Linked DNA regions of Sus scrofa: region 1 is linked to region 2. Evidence: chromatin contacts called from public Hi-C data. All regions are on one chromosome and are shown on one strand. The core of a region is the stretch at or near the end of the contact, and the rest is flanking DNA. Distances in the headings are between cores, read along the strand shown.

Region 1 (4,097 bases), core at 1,105-3,604, 190 kb before region 2:
AGAGCCGCATCTGTGATCTACGTTGCAACTTGTGGCAATGTGCACCCTTAACCCACTGAGCAAGGCCAGGGATCAGACCTGCATCCTCATGGATACTAGTTGGGTTCTTAACCCTCTGAGCCACAATGGGAACTCCAAGGACCACCCCTTGACTTTTTAAGGATCAGGTAGGAGGTCAAGATATATTCAGAATTTGCTCAGCATCCTCACTGTTATTACTTTGGTCCTAGCTTTCGTCCAATCTCATTTGGTTTATTACAGTAGTCTCCTAAGCAATTCCTCTCCTTCTGCTCTTGTCCCCTCCGAGATTCTGTAACAGATAAGTCAGATGATGTCACTCCTGTGCTCAGAATTTCCAGCTATCACTCAAGTCTGTATTTATTGTATCCCACAAGGCTCCCATGCATGGCCTAGCCTTCCCACCTCTCAGACTTCCTCCTCCCTGTCTGCTCTCCAACAAGCCGGGGGCCTCCCTTCTGAGGGCCTTTGCATGTGTTGTACCCTCTGTCTAGAATGCCTTCCTGTATACATGTGTGACTAGCTCTCTCATTTCCATGGAATCTTTCCCCCAAATCACATCAGTGACCTGTATGTTTAAAATTTCAACCCTTCTGGAGTTCTCTTTGTGGCTCATCAGTTAATGAGCCCAACTAGGGTCCATAGGGATTCAGGTTCGGTCTCTGACCTCGCTCAGTGGGCTGGGGATCTCGCGTTGCCGTGAGCTTTTGTGGGGGTCGAGGATGAGGCTCAGATCCTGCATTGCTGTGGCTGTGGTGTGGGCCGACGGCTGTGCCTCTGATTCGACCCCTGGCCTGGGAGCTTCCATGTGCTGCGGGTGTGGCCCTGAAAAGAAAAAAAATTTTCAATCCTCCTGGAATTATGCTTAGTGAAATAAGCCAATCAAAAAAGACAAATACTGTATGATATAACTTATATATGGAATCTAAAAAAATAAAACAAAACTAGTTAATATAAGAAACAGACTTACAAATGTAGAGAACAAACTAGTGGTTACCAATGGGGAGAGGGAAGGAGGAGGGGCAAGATAGGAGGGATTAAAAGGCATCAGCCACTGTGTATAAATAAGTTACATGGAGTTCCTGTTGTGGCACAGTGGTTAACGAATCCAACTAGGAACCATAAGGTTGTGGGTTTGTTCCCTGGCCTCGCTCAGTGGGTTAAGGCTCTGGCATTGCCATAAGTTGTGGTGTAGGTCAAAGACGCGGCTCAGATCCTGTGTTGCTGTGGCTCTGGCGTAGGCCGGCGGCTACAGCTCCGATTCGACCCCTAGCCTGGGAACCTCCATATGCCGAGGGAAGTGGCCCTAGAAAAGGCAAGTAGACCAATAAATAAATAAATAAATAAATAGGTTACAAGGAGGAGTTCCCATTGTGGCGAAGTGGAAACAACTCTGACTAGGAACCATGAGGTTGCAGGTTTGATCCCTGGCCTCGCTCAGTGGGTTAAGGATCCAGTGTTGCCGTGAGCTGTGGTGTGGGTCGCAGACACGGCTCGGATCTGGCATTGCTGTGGCTGTGGCATAGGCCTGCAGCTGTAGCTCTGATTGGACCCCTGGTCTGGGACCTTTCATGTGCCATGGGTGCAGCCCTAAAAAAAAAAAAAAAAAAAAAAAAAAAAAAAAAAAAGACGAAAAAAGTTACAAGGATATATTGTATGACACAGGGAATATAGCCAATATTATAATAACTATAAATGAAGTAGAACCTTTAAAAACTGTGAATCACCATGTTGTACACCCGAAACTTACCTAATATTGTAAATCAACTATACCTCAATAAAAAAGAGTATTTCAACCCTCCTCCAACATTTCATGTCCTGCTCATTTTTTTTCTCCTTAGCATTTATTATCTAAAACTGTATTTTACTTCTCCAGCCTGTATATTATTTTTTCTCCACTTGATTGTTAGCTCTTTGGGGACAAAGAGATTGTTAGCACTTTGAGGGTTTTTGTCTGTTTTGTTTACTGCTGTATTTCCAGCACCTAGAACAGGGTCTGGCTTCTTAGTAGGTGTGCAGTAAAAACTTGTTGCCTGAATGGATGAATGAATGTTTTGTAGCATAGCTCCCCATCCTTGTTTGTGAATTATATAAATTCTGAATTTGGTAGGCTGTCAGTCAAGTGTCTAGTTAGGAAACCACTCACAGTTGCTTCAGTCCAAAAGGTGTTATAATTCTAGGAATTGGATACAAAAGGAAAGGCTGGAGGAGCAAAGGGAAAGGTGGTGTTAGCCAGAGCCCACAAACTACTGTTTTTCACCTAGACTGCTCGCGTTCACTACTGCCCAGTAGGAACGAGTACTTCTGCCAGGGTTGCTGCCAGAGTGGGGTGAGAACACAGCTGACAAGGGGGCTGGCAATGCACATTTTACGCCTAGTACTTCAGGGGGAGTCTGGTAAGGGTAAGCGTGGGGCTAAGTACCAAAATAAACCATCCAGCACAGGTGGGATTTATTTAATTCATATGTGGAGATAAACTTAGATGGAGGACAGACTAAATTAATAGCACATGGAAAGATCTGAAATCACGAGTAAAACATTAGAAAGCTAAGAATTAAATTCCAACATAGCCTAGTCGCATCCATGTGTTGAACCACAAAACTGAACTTAGCCTCTTGAAATGGAACACAACAGGAAACATATCTTCACTGTGGCTGTGATCTCTTAATGTGATTAAGTGTTCATTTCCATGAGTTCAGTAAATCTGTATTTAGGCCCAGTTGTGTCCCAGATTAGATCTCTGTCACCTGAAGGATCATACGGCCTCTCCTAATCTGATTATAGTCCTTATTCAGAGCCCTGCTGTCAGTTACAGGTCTAAGATGTCACTGGTTTGTATTTATGGTACCTCTGACTAAGTGCTTCTCCTTTTGCTACTCAGATCATCCCTAGCTCCCTGCTCCCCCAAGACACATTGCCAGCTCCTCTCCTCTATGAACAAGGACACCAAGGTCTAAATATACTTGATTGCAAGCTATATTCATGTTCACTGCTTGTCAGTATTTATGACATGAATCTATTACTGAAGAGCTTAATTTGATTAGGGATGGCAAGATTTTAATCTCTCAAGATGTGTAGGGGCATCATAGTGGAAATGGTAGGAATTAGTGGAATTTCTGTTTGCCTTGCCTTTTTCCCTGCTTCTCTAGTTCCCAAATAAAGTTGGCCCAGGGATTTAGGTTGAGTGTCTTGTTTCTTGGATATGAGGTCTGTCATTGATAGATCAAAAAATACTTTCTCCACTCAACCCCACAAAAAGAAAGACAAAGTCAAATCCTGTGCAATGATTACATTTGCAATTAGAATTCTGCTGTAATTTATTTTTTATGAAATTCATATCCTTGCTCTTTTCCTTAAAAACTGAAATTTTAAAGACTTTTAATGTTAAAAGTTATCTTCAATGAGTAATTTATCATTTTTTTATTGAATTAAATAATATTCTCTTCAGGTATCAGCTTACTTCATTCATCAGGTCATTTTGGATTTCTGTAATGCTAATTATTTTTCTTAAAGGATGATCCTGTGCTACTTGTAACAAATAAATGGATCTTTCATGTGCTGGTTTGGATCCATTTCATTATGGTCATGGATTCACTTCTAAGGATATAATCAGTCTCTTAAAATTGTACCTTGCTGCAGTCCCTTACTTTCCTAATAGGACTCTTTCTTTCTTTCTTTCTTTCTTTCTTTCTTTCTTTCTTTCTTTCTTTCTTTCTTTCTCTCTCTCTCTCTCTCTCTCTCTCCTTCCTTTCTTCCTTCCTTCCTTCCTTCCTTTTAATTTCTGTCTGTCTGTCTGTCTTTTTAGGGCTGCACCCACGGCATATGGACGTTCCCAGGCCAGGGGCCTACGCCAGAGCCACAGCAATGCCAGATCCGAGCCAAGTCTGCGACCTACACCACACCTCATGGCAACTCCAGATCCTCAACCCACTGACCAGGGGCAATGATTGAACCTGCAACCTCATGGTTCCTAGTCAGATTCCTTTCTGCTGCGCCATGACGGGAACTCCAGTAGGATTATTTCCTCTAGATAAACTGCAGATAAACTTCTGCTATTTTTGTTTTCCCATAGTCCAGAG
Region 2 (3,842 bases), core at 35-2,534:
CTGCTTTGTGTCAGTCTTTGTTTGGCAAGAACACTTGAGATCTTTCAAGTTTCTTGGTCCCTCGCAATGCTATGTCCTGGGGAGGGAGGCTTTCCTAGGCTCCTGGAAGTGAGCACTTCAGCTTCCTGCACTTGCACCCTTAAGGCTCCTGCCTCCCAGAACAGGGTGGCGCAAAGTGCTGGGTCCCCAGCCTTGACCTTGTCCCTGCAAGCACACAGAACCCAGTTCCCTAGATGGTGCTTCCTGACCATGCCACTGTGCCCTCTCCTCACAGGTACCTCATCAACTTCCTCCTGGACGCCACTGTGGGCATGTTGCTCATATACGTGGGTGTGCGTGCTGTTAGCGTCCTGGTGGAGTGGCAGCAGTGGGAGTCCCTACGTTTTGGCGAATATGGTAACGTACCATTGACACAGAATGGGGTGTGAAGGGTGCCCACCTCACTAGAGGCATGGGGGCGGCTCTCAGTTTGGAAGGTGTTTGGTAGGGAGCTACCTCTCTTTCCACTGCATGTCTGCTTGTCTTATCTCTGGGCCATTCCACTCCTGGAGTTCAAAGATCAGGACTGGAGGGCCCATCCCCCCACCCTGGGGCCCAAGTCATTTGCTGTCTCCAGACCGTGGGCTGGCTGCCCACCGAGCATCTGGCATGTATGGTCACCAGGGGCACCAGGTGCATCCTTACTCACTGAGACAAGGTTTAAAACAGGTGACCCCTGGATGCTGGCACAGCTTTGACCCACTTCATCTCGTCAGTCCCCATGGGATACAGTGTGTAGAAAGCTGCCTTCGTGCTGGCTCCAAGCACAAATGCAATGCCTTTTGCTTTGTACCCCTAGGCAAACAGCTAGATGTGGCCTCAGCAGGGCTGCTGGTGAGAGGAGCTTATTTGGGCCTTACTGCCCTCTGGGGATTTCCCCCTCTCGCACCTTCACAGCAGGCCCTGCTGTCTGGAGCCAGGGGCTCCTGTTCATGGGAACTTCATTGGTGGAGCCTTTGCCATGAAAAGAGCACATGAGACAAAAGGGAGGGAGTCTGGATCCCACTCTTATTTCTTGGTTATACCTCCCAAAGAGCTCACGGCTCTAGGCCCAATGGCTGAAGACTCGCAAGGGCCTGACATTTAAAAGGGGAGCTGGTTCATGGAATTGCCTGTGAGTACCTTAGTATTTCTAGAAATCTTAAGTAATCGTTTGTCTCCATTGATGGGAGATGACCTCAGGAGAGGGCTTTTCTTAGCCTTGTTACTTGATGCCTGATGAGTCACTGACTTAAGATAGTGTCCAGCACACAGTGTGTGCCCCTATGGCTCCAGGGAAGGCTATGGAGAAGTTCCAAGTCATTGACTGCTCAGCTTGGAGGATGGAAATGGACCTCAGCGCCCATGGACCAAAGCGTCATCATCTTCCTTTATAGGATAAGCACCCGAGGGGTGGAGTGATGCAGGAAGCTCACCCAAACAGCTTGGAGGGCCTCTGGCTGCTGCAGTGGGATACCCAAGCCTCCCACCATCTCCAGGAACAGTGCTCATAGCTTCCTCTTGGCTATTAAGATCCTTTCTGGAAGGCAGGGCTCTCGACTCAGCTATAGCTGAGCAGAACTACAGGAGAGCCACCCACAGCCAGTCACACTGCTCAGTGACCTGGGAGAGGAGATCACATCTGATCCTGATACAGTGGGCATTATGGTACCACCTATTCCCAGCATGTTTTTGTTTGCATCCCCAAGAGAGATCGAAAGGAAGAAGGTATCCTTGTTGTTTGAGCCTTTTGTTTCCGTGCCCACCTTTTCCAGATAAAGCTGCCCTCTATTGAGGACCCTTCTGAGTCCTTTTTCCCCAGGCTGAGGAAGGATAGGGGATGTCTTCAGTTAACTGGTTTGTATTTCTGTCAATTTCTGTTTTTTCTCTTGCTGCTGTAACAAATTGCCACAAAATTACTGGCTTAAAACAACACGAATTTGGAAGTTCCCATAGTGGCTCAGCGTGTTACAAACCCAACTAGTGTCCACAAGGATGTGGGTTCATTCCCTGGCCTTGTTCAGTGGATTAAGGATCCAGCATTGCCATGAGCTGTGGTGTAGGTTGCAGATGCAACTCAGATCCCACGTTGCTGTGGCTAGTGGCTGTAGCTCTGATTGGACCACAAGCCTAAAAACTTCCATGTGCCACAGGTGCGGCCCTAAACCCCCCCACCCCCAAATTTATTATCTTAGAGTCTGTAGTTTAGAAGTCTGACATGGGGCTCGTGGACTAAATCTTGGTGTCGGCAGGACTGGTTCGTTCTGGAGCCTAAGGGAAGAACCTGTTTCCTTGCTTTTTCCCGATGCTGGAGGCTGCCTACATTCCTTGGCTGGTGGCCCCTTCCTCCATTTTCAGAGCCAGCAGTAGCCTGTTGAGTTTCTGTCACATGTATCACTGACCTTCCCCACCTCCTTCCACTGTCCAGTGCCCTTGTGGTTACATCGGGCCCACCTGGGTAGGCCAGGATGCTCTCCCTTTCTTAGAGCCTTCTGATTAGCAACCTTGATCCACTTGCAGCCTTCACTCCCCTCTACCACTCTCCATAGTGCCAGGCTCTGGGGATGAGGGTGTAGACATTATTCTACCCACCACCCCTGTTAACTGACCCGTCCACTTGAGGTGGTAGTTCCTGGTAGGCCCCACAGCTGTCAGGTGAGTGAAGAAGAGGGGCTTGTTTTCTAGGAGCTTCCATGGTCCTTAGAAGAGAAGGTGAACTTGCGAACAACAACATGGGATATGGGGACAGGCCACACAGCCCTGAGGGGCAGGACAGGTTCAGGCTGTCCATGGTGTCTACACTCTGGGGACCAGACTGCTCTTCCCCATGTGGAAGCCTTGAAAACAAAGTTTCTGTCTTTTGGGCACCAGTAGTGTGTGGGCTTTGGTCCCTTCCTCATGATAGACCCTGAGGAGATACTCCAACAAAAACAAAGACCCATGGGAACTTCCACTGTGGCATAGTGGGTTAAGAATATGACTAGAGCAGCTCAGGTCACTTTGGAGGCAAGGGTTCGATCCCTGGGCCAGGGTAGTAGGTTAAATGATCTGGCTTTGCTGTGGTGTAGATCACAGATACAGCCTGGATTCAGGCTCTGTCCAGAACCTTCCCTATGCCGCAGGTGCAGCCATAAGAACAAAACAAAACAAAAAACAACACCCATGTACCTGAGGGTGTCCAGCGTGGCGGGGCATACGAGAATTCTTGGCTTGTTTGTCCTGAAAAGATGAGGTCATGGGGACCATCAGAGAGACCCTCGCATGAAACAGGTCGGAAAAACCAGTGCACGTGCCCTCATTGCCACCATGGCTGCATGGTCTGGATTTGTTGGAGGAAAGGGTGTGTGTGAGTGGGTTCACACATGAGTTTTTTCACTGCATTTTTAAACCTAATTATGCAAGCATCTAAATGAAAAAAGAAGCCACTAAGTTGTGGCTCTGAAACTCAGAACAATGAAACTCAGAGAGGTGACATGAGGCCCAATGGAAGGAAAAACCATTTTCTTCTGTCAGCTTGAAATTTAAAACATAGGGCATATGGAGTGAGGACACTCTGAGCAAGTAGATTTTCTTTTGATCTTAAATGTGTTGCCCCTCATTCTGTTGACTTTTAAACACACTAGTCCAGTTCATAGATCTGTCCTGCTAGTGCTTCTGACTGTCCCCCATCTCAGAAACAGTTTTCAAAAAGTATTTTGGTCTGTCGTTTTTGAGAACTTCTCTCAATAACATCAGGTAGTTTGCCAAAAGAATTGTAAAACTCCCTTAAAATCTAGCTAGAAGAGATTGTGCTTCTGAAATGACTTTTTGGCTCAAATGTGCCT

Evidence for each region. A called contact is a pair of places that touch in the nucleus more often than the background predicts.
Region 1: a contact with region 2 is called in a Hi-C map of skeletal muscle, with 8 times the contacts expected there. The contact joins two enhancer-like sites. A contact is called at or near these places in 1 of 47 Hi-C or Micro-C datasets (skeletal muscle) and 1 of 2 datasets of contacts at active chromatin or transcription factors (alveolar macrophages).

Annotation. Positions count from the first base shown.
Region 1 is chr13:35,152,003-35,156,099 of Sscrofa11.1, reverse strand. The region is part of intron 1 of SFMBT1 (scm-like with four MBT domains protein 1); the gene reads left to right. Among named protein-coding and RNA genes, the nearest start is that of SFMBT1, 27 kb to the left of the region's middle. Within about 2 kb of position 2,354, at least 1 of the 83 cell types and tissues checked has an H3K27ac peak or open chromatin away from gene starts, as enhancers often do. A contact at or near this core is called in skeletal muscle, where this site is marked.
Region 2 is chr13:34,958,118-34,961,959 of Sscrofa11.1, reverse strand. It overlaps LOC100153598 (store-operated calcium entry regulator STIMATE), which reads left to right. Exons shown (of 10, transcript XM_021068951.1): 4 at 275-396. Among named protein-coding and RNA genes, the nearest start is that of ITIH4, 16 kb to the right of the region's middle. Within about 2 kb of position 1,284, at least 7 of the 83 cell types and tissues checked have an H3K27ac peak or open chromatin away from gene starts, as enhancers often do. A contact at or near this core is called in skeletal muscle, where this site is marked.